3 separate regions of the Danio rerio genome follow, and all the other regions are linked to region 3. The links are chromatin contacts, called in public Hi-C and HiChIP or PLAC-seq maps. All regions are on one chromosome and are shown on one strand. Each heading gives the region's core, a stretch centred on a gene start, on an enhancer-like site or on the middle of the called end of the contact. The rest is flanking DNA. Distances are from core to core; before and after follow the strand shown.

Evidence for each region. A called contact is a pair of places that touch in the nucleus more often than the background predicts. HiChIP or PLAC-seq counts read pairs in DNA pulled down with a chosen protein or histone mark.
Region 1: a Hi-C map of hematopoietic stem cells shows a contact between it and region 3, with 3 times the contacts expected there. The contact joins the promoter of b3galt8 here to the promoter of traf2a in region 3. A contact is called at or near these places in 6 of 18 Hi-C or Micro-C datasets (caudal fin, embryo, fibroblasts and 3 more) and 3 of 4 datasets of contacts at active chromatin or transcription factors (caudal fin, embryo and gastrula embryo).
Region 2: an H3K4me3 HiChIP or PLAC-seq map of embryo shows a contact between it and region 3, with 7 times the contacts expected there. The contact joins the enhancer-like site here to the promoter of traf2a in region 3. A contact is called at or near these places in 5 of 18 Hi-C or Micro-C datasets (embryo, fibroblasts, skeletal muscle and 1 more) and 2 of 4 datasets of contacts at active chromatin or transcription factors (caudal fin and embryo).

The regions. Positions count from the first base shown.
Region 1 is chr5:29,171,173-29,175,397 of GRCz12tu, reverse strand. It overlaps b3galt8 (beta-1,3-galactosyltransferase 8), which reads left to right and starts at 1,324. Exons shown (of 1, transcript XM_068221440.1): 1 at 1,324-4,225. The coding sequence starts at 1,390. The coding sequence ends at 2,367.
Region 2 is chr5:29,192,547-29,196,557 of GRCz12tu, reverse strand. The region is part of intron 11 of tncb (tenascin Cb); the gene reads left to right. Among named protein-coding and RNA genes, the nearest start is that of b3galt8, 20 kb to the right of the region's middle. Within about 2 kb of position 2,222, at least 21 of the 62 cell types and tissues checked have an H3K27ac peak or open chromatin away from gene starts, as enhancers often do.
Region 3 is chr5:29,382,284-29,386,340 of GRCz12tu, reverse strand. traf2a (Tnf receptor-associated factor 2a) reads left to right here and starts at 2,733. Exons shown (of 12, transcript XR_012406884.1): 1 at 2,733-2,947; 2 at 3,210-3,460; 3 at 3,774-3,852. trafd1 (TRAF-type zinc finger domain containing 1) reads right to left here and starts at 614. Exons shown (of 11, transcript NM_001089515.1): 1 at 203-614.

The sequences.
Region 1 (4,225 bases), core at 75-2,574, 210 kb after region 3:
TCATGAAAAGACAAATCTTTGATACAATGTATCATATAATCTGTTACATTTTAACAAAAGCTGTTATATAGCTATTGCTGTTTTTAAGCTGTGGCAAATTTTATGTCATTCAAGTATAAGTGTGACCATGCAATCTGGTTGTCAAACTAAATAATATTATATAACAATTAAACACTAATTCATTCGCAGTAACCTGGTTGCCAGATAGAGGCGAAAAATAATAACTACTTTTTGTCGGATGACATCGTAAATATTTAAAATTGTCAATTTAAGACTGCGCTCTTCATTCTCCTTTTTGAATCTGCTTCCTCATGTACTACATTAACATTCGTGCTCGACGTCACGTCTGTTATGTTTATTGTTCATATTTGTAAAATACTTTGGATACAAACATCAAATAGTTTGTAAATGTAAATATTAGATGTAACTAACGGTAATGAAGTAAAACGAAAACTGCAATACATAATTAGAAATACTTACTGTGGTTTAATGGTGTTCAAACTAAAACAATGTATATTAAGACATTGATGATATACAGTATGACATGTCATTATTATCAGCAATGAGGGGTTGGCGGCGGCAGCGCACTCCATTGGCTTGCAGTTCATTCAAACGGATCTAGATCCTGAATGTAAGACAGTTTATCAAAATGACGGTCCCTGGCATGTTTGTTTAGTTTATTGCGGTACCACGCGCTCCCGATTTCCTTGTATTTCTCCAGCTTGACCATATATCACTCTTGCGTTATGTCTCTCAAGTTGTCTCGGGAAGCGATACCTCAAAAATGGCGCAGTTGTGACGTCACACACAACAAACGCACGTGACTGACAAAGACCGATTAGCCTCTAAACCTCAGCAGAGATGTTTTCCTCGTAACATCATGCGTTGCCAGATTGTGCGAGAAGAAATGCGTTTAAACAAGTAAATACATTTTTACCTGAGTTTCTAATAATGGTGCTGGTTTTGTGAACATTTTTATTATTATTAATAATAATAAAATGATTTGCTTAATCTTGCTACTGCTATTAAAGAAATGTATCTCCTCATTAAATCACACTTTCGCTTCTGTACACGGTATATCCCAATGAAATCTGGCAACTCTACATAAAACACTCCCCCGAGATACTGTAAATATTTCAAATAATTAATCTAGCTCAGCTTAGCTAGTTCATGTTGTAATGAAGTCCACAGATAAAAAATACAAAATGAAACTACTTTAAAAGTGGGATAGCAGTTGATTTACTAATTATTCGTTCACTTTTACAAAGGTTACGAGTCAAAACAAGTGTCAGGGGGGCTGGGCGTTGGGCGTTTCTGCCGAGCATACGACCGAGGTTGGTTTAGCGTGACACGGAACTCTTCTAACTTCCCTCAAGCTTGTATCTCGCCATGCGAAAACGATCGCGATTCAAACTTTTCACGTACCTTGCTTTAGCTGGGTTAATAACACTTGTTTTCTTCGCTTTTAACAGTTTAGTATTTGATCCGTCTGTTCCGGGAAATAGTCCTATCTCTAAAGAGCTATATAAAGTGATCTCACCTTCAACATACAGGTTTATACTGAACCAGCCAGAAGTGTGTGAGAAGAAAACTCCTTTCTTAATTCTGATGATCCCAGTTACCCTCAAAGACGCAGAGGCGAGGACTGCTATCAGGAGAACATGGGGTCAAGATGGCTTAGTTCCTGGTGTGAGTATTTTGCATTTGTTTGTCGTTGGTCAGCCTGCACGAAGTGACCCAGTATTGCAGGAACACCTTCAGAAGGAGAGCAAGGAACATGGAGATATTATTCAGATGGATTTTGTGGACAGCTACCAAAATCTGACAATCAAAACAATGATGATTATGAATTGGGTAGCAACTTATTGCCAGAGTGCTTGGTATGCCATGAAGATTGATGCTGATATCTTTCTTAATGTCCATTACTTGGTGGACTACCTGCATGGCCAGGGTGAATCAAGGAAAGACTACATCACTGGATCGGTCATTTCTGATGCAATTCCTCACAGGGACAGCATCAACAAATGGTACATCTCTGAGGACCTTTACCCAAAATCCTGGTATCCACCATACGTTTCTGGAGCTGCCTATGTTTTTTCCACTGACCTGGCTGGAAAAATATCATGGGCCTCAAGATTTGTGCAACCAATTCCACTTGAAGATGTCTATGTGGGGTTGTGTCTGGACGTGCTGGGTGTAAAACCAGTTTATGCAACACAGTTTTTAGGACTTCGAAATCTTTTTGAGGTGCGCAGACTTAAATATGAAAGATGCACTTTTGCCACACGCATTATAGTCAATGGTTTTAAGCCAAAGTATCTTATTCGAATCTGGCATGACTTTCAGAAGTCTCATTTTGCATGTTGAAAACAAATTAATTATATAATTACCAGTGCACTATAATTAAATAGAAAAAAATTAATTATAATAATTACCAGTGTTGGGAAAGGGCGAAGCAGTGGCGCAGTAGGTAGTGCTGTCGCCTCACAGCAAGAAGGTCGCTGGTTTGAACCGCGGCTTTGCATGCTCTCCCTGCGTTCGAGTGGGTTTCCTCCGGGTGCTCCGGTTTCCCCCACAGTCCAAAGACATGCTGCAGGTGAATTAGGTAGGCTAAATTGTCTGTAGTGTATGAGGGTGACTGGCCCAGACGACAGGCCGGCCGGAATGTGTAAAAAAAGTCGTTATCATATGGACAAGTCTAAATAGAGACTTGTTCCAAAGAGTCGACCCCGCAATCATACGGGACTAAGGCCAAAGAAGAAGAAGAATTACCAGTGTCGGGAAAAGTTACTTTTGAAAGAAATGCATTACAATATTGAGTTACCCCCCCCCCCCCCCCCCCAAAATAGCTAGTTGTGTTACTTTTGTTACTTTTTATTACCTGGCTTGATCTCTTTGAGAAATAAATGTTTACTACTTTTGTACTATTTGTCTTAAATAGAATCACTGTTCATTGAGACAATCCCCTTTTCCTTTTCTTTGATGCGTTCATTAATGAACACATTCTCATGGACTGCATTTTGACTACTTTAATTTTAATTCAGCAATGTATGTTTTTAAAAGCGGATTAAACTAAAAAGTAACTCATATATTATTACTTATTGTTTATAAGTAATGAGTTACTTCACTCATTACTTAGTAAAGTAATATCAAATCAAATCACTTTTATAGTCACATCATAAGCAGCACTTGTACTATAATGAGTGAAATGCTTAGGTGCTGGCTACAAACGGTGCAAAATACAGACAGTGCAAAATACAACAACAACATACTCCCAAAAAAACAAAACAATATACAATTGGCAATAAACATTATGTAACTTGCATTACTTGCAATGTGTTACCTCCAACACTGATAATAACACATAATAAACATAAATAGTCATTGTTATGCAAATAGAAATAGAGCATCTACTGGGTTAAAGTGGAGATTAGAAAAACTTTAGATAACAGAAACCCAGAAAGGCTTTTTTTCACAGAAGGTGAAAAGTCCTAATATGAATGACAGTCTCTTTTTATTGGCAGATTATTGGCTAAATAATGTGCCCTACTAAAGCTCCATTTGTTTAAACTAAATGCTTGTGCTCCTGTTTTTTTCTCTATGTGTGTGTATTAGAATATTAAGTAAAGATCATGTTCCATGACATATTTCATAAATGTCCTGCTGTAAACATATATTAAAGAAACTTTTTGATTATTTATATTCACTGCATACTTGTATCTCTGCCAAATATTGTCATATCATAACATATGCATCTGTGGAAAGCATATGTATTTGACTTTAATGTGAAGTATAACCACTGGTTTTGTGGTTAAGAGTCACATATACAGTATTCAACATTTGAAGTGAATCAAAAATGGTTTTCAAAAATTGTCCTAGGAAAAGAATGAATGCTGTTCAATAGTTTTAGGACAACTTTGATTAAAAGTGATACTTCACTTCAAATGTTGACTACTGTATAATGAATATATAAAAGAGTATTGGACAGATATTTACAATTTAAATACATAAAATTTTACTTATTCAGCTAAAGACTGCATTTTGTCCTTATTGCCACAGTTGCTCGGTATAGAACATTTGATCATCAAGCAGATCACAAAAAGTCAGGTGCAAAATGTAAACAAATGGGGGCGCTCTTTCCTCAGTAATGTCAAGAGGAAATAGCTTTTAAGTTTTTTCAGGATGCACTTTAGCAATGCATTATTCACTGAAAGATTGCATGCTT
Region 2 (4,011 bases), core at 973-3,472, 190 kb after region 3:
TTTTCTGACTGGGTATTCGAGTGTCAGAATGTTATAGGACTGTTATAAAGGAGTAATTATTAGGGATAATAGATCCGTTTTTATTTAAATGTATTTTGTTTTTTTTAGCATGGTGGTAAAACATGAACGCAGTTTAGAATATATTAAAACGTGTGCTTGTTTGTTGTAAAAATTCGTAATAATGACAAAAATACTAATTTGTGAATCTCCTGACTACCGGGTGCAGCGATCCGGCCGTTGTGGCTGGTGTATTCTGGGAAATTACCTTACCCCTTGGTTTTGAGTGAGGTCTTTGTTCGAAGGGCAATCTACCCCCTTCCCTTCCGCCCTACACCTTCAAGCTAAAAAGAATTGGGACACCCCTGCACCTTCAAAGGAACACGCAAAACAAGGGGTAGGGCTAAGGGTAAGGGCTAGAATTGGGATCCAGTAGCTGTTGCCGCTTTCGCTTTTGCCATTCTTTGAACAGATTATTACTGGGCCTAATGTTAACCTAACATAATCATCCTTTCTCTATTGCACACAGAATATTTATGACCTGCTTTCTTTTGATTACAGTTACTTTTGTTGATATGATGTTACAATAACATTGCTTAAATAGGAAATAACCATTTATCTATGGTTACCTGATGATCTGGGACCTTTAGCCTGGACAAACTACTGTGTATAGTTTTAGATAAAAGAGAATAATTTTTTAAACTGTCAATTGTTTTTAAAAAAAAAAACATTTTTGTTGAATAAGAAGTGTATGTATATAGCTATATTTAGCTTGTTTTTAAACATTATTTAAAATTTGTGGCAAGAAAATAATTAGTTTAATGTGGCCAGAGGGGAAAAAAAAGGTAAATCCTTAGTGTTGAGTCATGTGAAATAAAAAAGGTTAAAATAAAATGGAGGCATGTTGACATTACACAAAATGTAAAAATTATCAATTTTAAGCATGACAGACAAATATATGCATATAAAAATATATTTTCCCAACAACAAAATTGTGGCTAGTGAAAATGGTGAGTGGCTAGTAACGTTGGAAAACTACTAGCCACAGTGGCTGTTGATCAAACAAGTTAATGTCAAGCCCTGAGTATATGAAATGCGTTAAATGTAATATATTAGAAGTAACAGCATTCAAAAAGACACATGATCTTCTAGGTATCACACCGTATCTATAAATAGCAGGAAGCAGCATTGCGGCTGATGTTACACGTTACATGACAACACCAACATCCAATCCTTGCTACAATATGTCTTTACTGTCTCCATACTGCAACACATATGCAAACTTGTAAAACATACAACACTTTATTAACACTTAAGAAGTTAAGATAACCCAATGCAGTCCACGGAACATGATTTCAGAAATATGCAAAGCACTGCAAACAAACCAACCCTCTTTCAAGTCAGCAGCTGTGAATATGTGAAATATCTGCACTCTTCCCATCTGCTGAATTACACGTTGAAGTATGCTGACATTCAGAGCACACCTGCACTGCATCATAATGCTTCCCCACACATTCACGTCCACATAATCACCGGCTCAGCCTGCAGGTGCGCCAAATGACCTCTGCCTGTCATCGCCGCTACATTTGTGTTTAACAGGCAAAACCGAGTTAGACTAATGATCCCTTTTTCATTCTAATTGACTGCGGCATTCACTTCGCATTGCTGGCGAGTCCATTTAAATCACTCGGTTTGTGGCATTTATCGTCTATACCAGCAAACCAGACAAGTTGTATTGTAGCAGGCATACATTTATTAGCCGCATACCAGAGTTTCGCCCCCTCCTCCGAGCGTCGGCCCGGGGTTTACTGCCATGGAAGTGATCCTGAGGAGTTTTTGTGGCTTCTTGTGAAGGATCTTTTCAGTATGCACGCCCCGTTTTCTGACCCTGCGCTACTTCTCATTCTTGTGCCTCACTTTCACACATTTTCTTGGCGTTTATCAGCCAGTGGCTGCAGGGGCCACAGTTGTAGCAGTCTCTCAAGTCTGCATGCAAATAGGCAGAGGAGAAGGGGAACCGATTGGATTTCTGCTAACCTCCTCTTTATCCACGCTACGTGACCCATGAACTCTCGCCTCGCTCTGTCCCGAGTGAAACAGGCTTTCAAAAATGTGCGATATTTACAAAAAACGTGCTTTCTTTCCCCCCGCTGTAGAGCGTTTAGCTGTGTCAACACTGATATCCCCCTCAGAGGTTTTAGCTGCAGAATTACTGCTTCCAGACCTTGTTCCTGTAGGTTAGCTGGCGCCTTTTCCACCTCCACAAACAGATGCCTCTTTGTCGAAGCGGAGAGACTTAGAAGGCAGTCAGATGAAAGTGATCCTTGGAGAGCACATGTTAGTACTCTTGAAACACTGCTGACACTCTTAAACAAGTGAACGGCGCTAATGAAGAGGGACAGCTCCACAGGATTTGTCCTCGCTGGTTTTCATTTGCAACACTTTTCCACATTCAGCAAATGTCTTTTCTGTTTCACATCATCCAGAGCTTTGGAGGAAGAAGAGGTTCAAGCTGGTCGAGGAGCTTTTCTTCTTCTCTTCTTTTGAAAGTTTAGTTTAGGACAACGGGCCTCTGTTTAGGCATTGTTGGCTTGGATCAATGCAGCATTGTCTTTTAAACATTTAAGTGTGATCTCATTGTTTGGTGTGATATCTTTATTGAGTTTCCATAATTTGTTCATGTGCCCTCTGTGTAGTTGATCCCAACACAGAGGCTGATCAAAATTTAATCAATTACAATTATTGTCTTTTTTTATTCAACAGGAAAAATCCCAAATTTAACTTGAAAATGTAAACAACAGCATGCATTTCTTCAGAAATATTGCATTCAGATGCTTGCATTTTTTTTCTCATAGTTTATTAAGTTTATATAGTTTAGTTAATGTTAAATTTCAGTTTTTCTCAATTGCTTTAATACAGTTCTCAGATCAGAATTAAAATTCTCAAAACTACTTGTTCAATTATCACATTATTGTAACACTTGTGCACATCAAAAAAGAAGTTTCATTTCTTTTAACAAGTTGCAAATGCTTGCGTACATCCATACAGCAATTTTCTGCTGTTTCCTACATTATCAGTTGCTTATGTCATGTTGATCAAAATGAATTGTAATGATTTCTGTCTGAATAGTCTCACCCCACAGCATTTAGGCGTTAGTTCATAGCATAAGCCTTTACATCCAGAGTACACTGTTATATTGACATGACAACATGGCAAAGTCATTTGACTGTCTTATCCATACACAATGACATAAAGGCTTGTAATTTCAATGACACTGACACATTCGTTGACACAGATATGTAGTTTTGAGAGATGAACTAAGGATTTTTAGCAAGAGACTGCCTTTTGCACGTAATCCATGGTATTTTGCTATTTGTACGCGTTGTTTTGAGAAATGCAATTATGTTTTTGTGTATTTCAATTCTGATCTGAAAAATGTACCAAAGCGACTGAGAAAAAAATGTAATACACAATGATTAATAATGATGTATTATTTTAATATATTCAATTAAATACATCAACAGCCTGGATTGTTAGTTGTCGCTGGTTCTGACTGTTCTGACCAGCCTTTAGAAATGAACAGTAACTATTTTAATTAGGTGTAGTTACCATAGTAAGGAAATATGCTCATTTTGTACATGATAGATAGGTAATGGTTATCAGCTGATAGATATGGGCCAGTAGGGGCCTTCTGCACCTACTAGTATCTACATGGTTAATCAGCTACAGATCACATACAGCTGCAGCCAGAAGTTAACAAGAATTATTTATATTATTTATTAAATTTCCCATTAATTGAATTTTATTAACAACCCCAACCCTAAACCCAATCCTCAGTAATGTAAAAACAAATCTGGATCTGGGGTCTTCTCTATTAGTATAGCTGATTAACCATGTGGATTGATGATAACAGCCTACTGGCCCATATCTATCACTGATAACGCCCATTCAATCGAGTGATAACATTCGAAGCAGGTGTAAATATGAAGAAACTAATTAGTTTGTCATGTTTTG
Region 3 (4,057 bases), core at 1,484-3,983:
GAAGTTAAGCAAACATTATTTCTCTACTAGGTGACTTTTAAAGTCCACTCTGTCCGTATAAACTGAACAGACTGATGCCAATGGTATTGTAGTTATTTAAAAACTAACGTAAACACTGAGACTGTATACAGTTATTGTGTATAGTTATATTTCCAACAGACACGTTAGGATTAGACATACTAACGTTAGCCTACACTCTTACCTTTTTTATGGCTGAAGCTTGTTAGCAACCACCTGAAGCTGCAGAAGTAAACTCTTCGCTAGTACAGTTCGTCCTTGTTCTCGGAAATATTTATGGATATCAAACCAGTCAACTGTATTCTGTCCACATATTAGGCACAATAGCAGCTTTAAAGTCTACGTGGTTTAATCTAAATTTCCGGGCTGCCATAGCGAAAAGTGTCCATTGCTGGTGAGCTGTAACGCTCCAGTAGCGCTTGGTCATATGACTCGAGTCATTAGACACTGTATATCTACACAGAAAATAGTAATATACTAATAGCGACCAGAGGTAGATCTGTGTAGAGTACCGCTGTTCAGCTTTCGTTTCATGACACAGTAATGTACACTATCAGCAATAGGCGGTCTCCGCGAAAACAGCAACACTGACAGATGGTGACGGAGATATTGTTATGGATATTTTCAAAATAAAAGGGGAAGATGCTCCGACAAAACATCGCAAATAATCATGAATCAACAATAAGGTTAAGTGGCTCTGTGGTGTGGCAAAATATGATGCATGTGTATTTGTCGAATTATTTTTCATTTCTAGATGTGTCCAATTAAAAAGAATTATAGATTACAAAAATATGTTTATATAATGCATTTATTTAAAGTACAATTCGTGATTTTTATTAAAAAATGCCAAATTTGCAAGCAACCATTTGAATAAGAGCAATACAGCACCGTACTGTTTTTGTTTGTTCAATTAAAATAGTTTAACCTTTACTAATGCATTATTAAAATCCAAATGTATGCTTGTTAGCATTAGTTAATGCAATGTGAGTTACCATGATCTAACAATAAACAACTTTATTTCCATTAACTAATGTTAACAAAAATGAATATATACTGTAATAAATGTACTGTTCATTGTTTGTGTTAGTAAATACTATAGTTAACTAATACAACCTTAACCAAAAAGTGAGTCCAAACTGCTATAGCCATTGACATTCATGGTATGAGAAAAATATGGATATCAGTGGTTTCCCCAAAAGCAAGTTCATATTATAAATATTTCATTTACAACACTAATCGAAAATTCATTCAATTTTACCCTTTGAATAGATTTTTTTTTTAGTTGCACCAATAATAAATCAGGGCACTCTAGTATCCGGCAATACTTTGTAATAAAGTACATTCTTAACTGTTTTTTTTTTTTTTTTTTTTTCTGGAAAACCATTGTCGGAATGTTTTGTTTAATAAGGAACACAAAAACAGAAAAAAAAAAAAATTATATATATATATATATATATATATATATATATATATATATATATATATATATATATATATATATATATAAATTCTACTCGGAGTGAACTGAATGGATTTTTTGTTGAACATAGAAAAAGATATTATGGAAAAAGAAGCTATGACAAATCTTTTATTTTTGGGTGAACTATTCCTTTAAGATGGATACATTGTGTCCTGTGAATTGATATATTTAATGCACCTCATGCTTTATTTTCCCAGTTGTGCATATTTCTTTATGACTAATTTTTCAAAAACTATAAGCAGCCTTGTGTCACAATGTGTGCTTTAAATTTAGATTAGTTTGTGCATCAAAGTGGCTTTTTTAAAATAAAAAATAAATATAAGAAAAGAGCATACTGCAGCTAATAAAATGTGACATAATTTATAATAATATTTAATATGAATATTTAGCAGTCCTGATATGGCTTTTGATACTTGTATCACAGGAGGATAAAAATGCTTATTTTAAGCATTTTAAATACAAAATACTGTTTTAAGGGCAATACGGTACGGTGGCTCAGTGGTTAGCACTGTTGCCTCACTGCAAGAAGGTTGCTGGTTTGAGTCCCGGCAGGGGCAGTTGGTATTTCTGTGTAGAGTTTGTATGTTCTTCCCGTGTTCGTGTGGGTTTTCTCCAGATGCTCCAGATTCCCCCAAAGTCCAAAGACTTGGGCTACAGGTAAATTGAATAAACTAAATTGGTGGTAGTATGTGCATGAATGTGTTTGGATGTTTCCCAGTGCTGAGTTGCAGCTGGAAGGGTATCCGCTGTGTAAAACATATGCTGGATAAGTTGACGGTTCATTCCGCTATGGTGACCCCTGATGAATAAAGGGACTAAGCTGAAGTAAAATTAATGAATGCAGTTTTAATAACAAATTACTTATGTTTAATTTTTTTCCACACAGAGAAATGAAAGAAACAGGGAAAGCGTCATTATAATATTTGCTTAGTGTTATAAACGTATTATAATGCATATTAAATCATAAATATTAAAAGTGTTAAAACTGTTCCAAATAAAATGTCAAAATATAGGTCATATCAAATCAGTTGCTTAAGTTAAACAGGCCACCTCCTATTGTATGTAAAAATAAAGTTGCATTACACTTTTTGTGGTTGGAAAACCCCTTGTGTTTTGGACTCAAATCTTTAACACAGCCAGGAGACTTTTATTTTGTGTTTTAACATGTTGAAGTGTCTTGCTTCACAAAGCAGTTATGTTGTCGTCATGATTATCAGCAGCAACAGCCCCCTCTAGTGGATGGACGCTACAATCCATGAAAAGCTGGCAAAAACACGACGCCTGTCGTTACGTTACTCACATTTCGGAGCTAAACTATAAATAATATTGACAATAATAATAAATTATGGTCATACTTATGACTGCACACGACGAGAACGCTGAATGTATTTGATATAATGTTTCACAGCACTGCAGGAGGTTTTATAATTTTCGTTGGACAATAATATGGTAGGACATGTGGTGTTTTAAAACGTTATAATATTTATAAGTATTGCAATTAATAAGAGACCCCCAACAACAGCAAACGTACCACGCAGTTACAGTGAGACTTTTATTAAGACGGTCTTGCATTGTGTCCTGTGTCACGTCTGTCTGTCACGCCTGTGTAAACAGTTCACCTTATGTTTATTTAGACTCGTCTAACTACATATATTACGCTGGTCATAGTATGTAACACAATTTAAGAGCATGTGTTTGCAACCCCTTGTAGTGAAATGTGTAGAAAGATCCGCGTCTCTTCTCCGGAGCCTGGTCACATGCGCGCTCGGGAATAATGGCTGCACAGGAACCCTCACCACCATCTTCATTAGAAGGCAACAAACCTGGCTTTCCCAAGAAAATACTCGCCAACAAGCTGGAGGACAAGCATCTGTGCAATATCTGCCTGAAAATCCTTAGGAGACCGTTTCAGGCGCAGTGCGGACATCGTTTCTGTTCGTATTGTTTTAATAAAGCAGTGAGGTAAGCGGCATTCAGTCCTGATGGCCCACCTGACACGACAACTACAAAAGATGAACACGACCTGTCAGGCCTCCCGTGCCATTTTACAACATGTTTTATGGGTTATACGAGCAGTAAAACTATGTTTTATGTCGGGGAACATAAATAAATGCAGGCTGTCAGGTTGTGTTCGGCTTCTTGTTTAGCTGTAAACTACAATAGCCAGACTGTTGTCAGGATGAACACTTCTCTTATTGTATGTGTCTTTTGTATTTATTAGCGAGTTTGGCTTTTTGTGCTTGTCTATAATGAAAGCTCTTCTTTTCTCTCGCAGCTCCGGACCACAGAAATGCAGTGCCTGCATAAAAGAGGACATATTTGAAGAGCCAACATCAATTTTGAAACAGGGCTGTGTAAGTATTTGTTATATTACACAGTCAGATTTTAATTATAGTGCTGCTTATTATTGAAAGCAAATGCATTGAAATGCAGATGCAATTATAATTGAATATCAATAAATATTTCATTATAGTTTTTTAAAAAAATCTTCCTGTTACAAATGAGTAGTTTTATTGTTTTCATTATCAATAATATTGTTATTATTACTCTTATATCTTT